Linked DNA regions of Gossypium hirsutum: region 2 is linked to region 1. A link is a contact called in public Hi-C data. All regions are on one chromosome and are shown on one strand. The core of a region is the stretch at or near the end of the contact, and the rest is flanking DNA. Distances in the headings are between cores, read along the strand shown.

Region 1 (2,700 bases), core at 186-2,685:
TTATGTTTTTCGGCTATTGGAAGAATGATAAACAAATAAAAGCACACAAGGAGAGTGAGTACCCTTGGGTTAACTGAACCTTCCCATGCCATTGGATTAGTGGTCATAGATTCCAACCCAGCTCCAATGCCTACAATACAAGTAGTTATTAGTAAAAATACAATGTGATAAAGAAATATCATTAGCAGCATAGGTTTCTAACCAATTTCATAAAACCCTGCTTTTATCGCTGCGGCTACATCAGCAACTGCCTGAAGCCCGGATGAGCATTGCCTGTTCACAGTTCTAACAGGCACAGTTTCTGCATCACCATAAGAAGTGCTTACAATCAACCAACATGACAATAACAAAATACAGAACCATAAGAACACAATCAATGATATATATGTATACCAGGGAAGCCAGCATAGAATGCAGCCATCCGACATTCGCTAGCTCGTTGAGATCCTGGTGCCAAGACCGTTCCCACAACAATATCCCCAACTTCACTAGGATTCAAATTTGTTTTCTCTATCACTGCCTAAACTCAAACGTAACAACATAATAATAAATTACTGGAAAAAATAAAAACCGACCACAAAAAGAAAAACCTAAACAAAATTTCTTTCAAGACAAACCCTTAAAACAGGTGCAAGTAAATCATCAGGATAAGTATCCTTGAAACCCCCTCGCTTGGATTTGCAAAGCGCGGTCCTATATGCTCTGTAAAATAAAAATAATAAATTCCATAATTGAAACAAAAAAAGTTCCAAATAATCTCTCAATTATTTACAACAAAAATGTAATGATTATTAATTAGTTAATTCAAAAAGAGTTACTTACGCTACTATCACCACATCATCTCCAAATACATTAGTTCTTTGATAAGCAGCGCTATCTCCAGCTAAACAAGCCGATGCCTGAGGAATTTTTGTCAAGTTTTTTTAATTCATTAGAGAAACAAAAGGAGATCATTTGACAGAAATAATCAAATAATCAAAATTAAATCCATAAATTAAATATTAACGCAGTTTTAAACGTTATCAAAGATGATTCTTCTTCTTTTTTCCCAAAATAGAAAAATAAAATTATTAAAATTTGAAATCGAGATTTAAATTAAGGAATAAAATTCTGAGTCATTGTGTCAAAGTTACACTAAGATTTAGGTGAGAATAGTAAACAGATCTTACAGAGAGGGCAGAGTTGTTTTGGTGCGACGAAAAAGAAGAAGCTGAAGGATTAAGGTGTTGAAGCAAAACTTGCTGTCGGTTGATCGCTTTCTCCATCGTTCCCTGCGTCTAGAAATGAACTAAGATTTCTGTTTGGCGAGGGAGAAAATGCAGGAAAAATAATGGGAAAAGAAGAGGCTTGGACAAGGGAAGTTGGCAAAAGACATTTATAAGGGATACAAAGAAGTCTAATTAAGATAAAGATTTAATTTTATTTATTTAATTATTACAGTAAAAGCAATTGGAGGGTTATGAGTTCTGATTTTGGATGACGATGATATGTAAGCCTTTTCGGCCTCACCTTCGCTATTCCCTTCTCCTTTCAAGCGCGTGTACTTCACACTTCAATCCTGCAACCTAAAATTCGTTTCACCGTGTTTCGTAATAATTATAGTATTAAATCATTTTCCTTAAATTGGTCAGTTTGATTGAATGAATTGATTTTTTGAAAAATTATTTCTAATTTTTTCAGCGTTTGATTGGCGGAAAATATTTTTCATTTGGAAAATGAACTCCAAAATAAGAGAAAATGGGTTACATTTTAGGGAAAATGTCTTACCTTTTCAATTTCCGTATGACATTTTCTGTGCTCTCCTCTCTATCGCCTCTTTCATTCCTTCTTTCATTTCCGGTAGAAAATTACTTCTGTTTATCGATTTTCCAGTAACATGTTTTTTTAATTATTCAATACTTGTTTTTTAACACAATTACAAATAATTTATTTGATATTATTTTTTTCAATTTATAACGATTAATATTGTAGCTTAATGATTGAGTATTATTATAAATAAATCATTGCAATATATGTAAAAATAATTTAAAATATAAAAATTTATTAATATATAACAATATATGTAAAAACAATTTTTTCGAAAAATATTTCCAGGAAATCTGCCAAACAGCTGAAAATATTTTACACAGATTCAATCAAATACCAGAAAATATTTTCCAGTAAATCACTTTACAAAAAAATAAAATATTTATCGGGAAATCATGTATCCATCAAATTTCATTAACATTTATCGGGCTTTGTCGGATATGTAATCAATTTCATATAAATAGCAATTACACAATTCACATATACAATATTTAATTCAAACATATAAATATGCATAATTTAGTTACACGAACTTATCTTGACAAGTGTTTGTTGCTCTATTGTCTACTAATCCGACACTTTCTCTTTTCCTCGATCTAATTCTGTATTTTGTCTATCTGGATCTATATGAGTAAATTTAACTCAATTTAATACAATTCATATTCAATTCAATTCAATTCACATCTTAGGCAAAACTATCATTTTTCCCTTATACTTTTATTTAATTACGATTTCATCCCTAGGCTCAGAAAAATGAAATTCATGCAATTTAATCCTTATTCCAAGCCTAGCCAATTTTTACATGTCATAATAGCAGCCCATATATTTCACAAAATTTAGAATTTTTCCATGAATTTTACATCTTTACAATTTAGTCCCTAAATCACAATTTCA
Region 2 (2,700 bases), core at 159-2,658, 180 kb after region 1:
TGAAAAATAATACATTTTCAAAATAAATGACAAATTGTTTTATCTACATCATGAGAATGTCTTAAAATTAGACATGGTGAAAAAATAATATCACATAAAATGACGATAAAAAGAATTGTATTTAAAGATTTATAAAAACAAATTATTAAAAGCATCTAAAAATCAAATATCTTTTAGAATCATATCTACTAGTGGGTGTCTAAATATGTTACTTAAAATGATATGTAAGAGCCATGTGAAGAGAGAGAAAATAGAATATCATTTTCGTATCCTTTTAGTTGAATCTTGTTTGGAGTCAAAATCCCCTCACTTCCTCAAGGCCGTGATTGGCGCACACGTAACTTTGCTACCACCAAAATTCCAATTTATTTCTTCTTCTTTTTTAAATAATAATTCTTCTTAATCCCTCTACTCTCATAACGTTTCCTTAACTTAATCTACCTGTTCTCAGTGCAATAATATATTTTTATAAAAAAAATTTATCAATTCTGATAGGAACTACCAATCACAATAATATCTGGACTAGAATTTTTAAATCAGAAAAGTAAGAGGGTTGAATTTTTAACTTTTAAGAGTTAATTGCACCAAACTATTACCTTCATTCTAAATTGGTTCCTAAACTTCAAAATGTTCTAATTACTATTATTGAAATAGTTAATTTAATCATTAAATGACATGTAAATTATTATGTGAAATAATTTAAAATGAAAATTTTAAAGAAAAGTAAAATGTTATTGCGTAACTTTTACAATTAAAAACTAAAAATAAAGTAAAACCGAACAAAAAGAGAGTGAACGATTGTTTCTGTAGAAGTTTCAAAAATCTCAACACCAAGATCTTTACAACATCCATTTTTACAATATATATTTTCTTAAAAATTTTCATTTTAAGTTATATCACATAAGATCTGACACCTCATTTAATAGTTAAATTAACGATTTTAATAGTTTAAGGATGTAATTAAAACATTTTAAAGTTTGATGAACAATTTAGAATGAGTCATAGTTTCAGGATGTTTAGAGCAAGTATATTAAATTTTAAAATATAAGGACTAAATCTAAAATTCTATAAAAGTACAGAGACTAATAGCATACTTTAAGCCAATATTTATTAATGTGGTTTAATTAAAAAACACATCATTTAATGCCGCAAATTCAGCAGGAAACTGTGTGACATTCTGCTCCCTTCTCCAACCGTACGCCCGTAATATCTGACGTGGCATTATCCAACAGTTAAAATAGTAAAATTATACTTATTTAACCCTGGTGAAAATAGAGTGCGGGAGAGAGACAGTTAGTGGCGGTTAGGTGACTTAGGTTATTTGGTTAAAGTAAACCTACCCAAAAAATTCCAATATTTAATATTTTGGGTATATAATCGGCGTCGTTTGGTCTTTCTGTTTTGGTGTTCACTTTTTTTATTTTTTGCTCGTGGCTCTATAAAAGCCGTTTGCTTGGAGCTTGTACTCTTGACTCTCCCTGCTTCACCATTTCCTTCTTTCCTCTGTCTCTCTCTCAATTTTTCCTCTGTTTGGATAGAGAGAAAGCTTTTAAGTACCGAAGAAGCGGAGAAAACTGCAATGGCGGCTTCCAAGAAATGGTTTTTAGCTTCTTTAGCTGTTCTGTTTTTGTTTCTTGTTGGAGCAATGGCCACAGTACAGACCAACAACGATTCCAGGTCTTTCTCTTCCTTCAACTCAGTTTTCAAGCTTTCTCAGTTTTATTTTAGTAAAAGAAAGAGACAGAGAGTCTCCATTGTGTGTTTTCTTACGGGTTTTCGAATTTGCCTTGCAAAATTGTTGCCTACATTATGTCATTTTATGGTGAATTAGAATACAAAAACTATACAGAATTGTCATTGTTTAGATCTTGAAAAATAGTCTCATTCTCAGAAAGAAAAAAGAACTCTTCCTTTTTAACGGATCCATTAATATTCCCTCTTCAAAAACTTAATACGTCGAAAACGAGATTTCAGAGTCCTCTTTTTTTTTTCTTCAAAAAATGCTAACTGAAAATGGAGCATCACTGCAAAATACTAGAAAATTTCAATTTTCATTTATATTATGTTTATATATTTTTACAGCACTGTGGAGATAGAGAAGCTGCAGAACTCAAAAAACTCAACAATGGCAACTAGGTAATGTAGAGCTTAGAACTAGCCTTCTTTTTATTTATTTATTTATTTTCGTTTTCTTTTTCCAATTCTGATCATCCCAGCCGTTATGTTTATCTCCGTTTAACCATGAAATAACGATCCCATCCGTAGAGATCCAGATCCTTAGATCTCAACCATTTACTCCGTTACTCAATTCAATTCCCGTATATAGAAAAAAAAAAGATTGTATAATGAGGATTGAGGAAGGGCATTTTATAAATTCCCGTCGAGGGGTCCACACGGGGTTTCTGTTTCTTACCCCTTGAAAAACACTTTTGTAACGGTTTTGGAGTACTGTTGGTGGACGACACAGTGAATCCCCTTTAAGCAGTGTGTTCCATAGAATGATTAATCACCAACGAGAATAAGAAAATTAAAATGAAATATTGAGAATAAATTTTATTTAATTGGAATTTGGGTTGGTGTGATTGGGATTTCAGGTCAGAAGAGGTTAAGGTCTTGAATGAACATGCTGTGGCTGATCCAGAGGCCGTAGCAGCCGAGGTTGAGACCATCATTGACATGTGAGTCTCTATAAACATTTCT

Evidence for each region. A called contact is a pair of places that touch in the nucleus more often than the background predicts.
Region 2: a Hi-C map of leaf shows a contact between it and region 1, with 2.5 times the contacts expected there. The contact joins the promoter of LOC107915063 here to the promoter of LOC107915059 in region 1. A contact is called at or near these places in 7 of 34 Hi-C or Micro-C datasets (anther, callus, hypocotyl and 1 more).

What each region holds. Positions count from the first base shown.
Region 1 is chrD10:31,137,488-31,140,187 of Gossypium_hirsutum_v2.1, forward strand. It overlaps LOC107915059 (3-ketoacyl-CoA thiolase 2, peroxisomal), which reads right to left and starts at 1,436. Exons shown (of 14, transcript XM_016844171.2): 1 at 1,170-1,436; 2 at 823-899; 3 at 618-702; 4 at 394-520; 5 at 203-301; 6 at 63-130. The coding sequence starts at 1,265.
Region 2 is chrD10:31,315,167-31,317,866 of Gossypium_hirsutum_v2.1, forward strand. LOC107915063 (probable pectate lyase 1) reads left to right here and starts at 1,409. Exons shown (of 6, transcript XM_016844176.2): 1 at 1,409-1,677; 2 at 2,083-2,136; 3 at 2,595-2,678. The coding sequence starts at 1,580.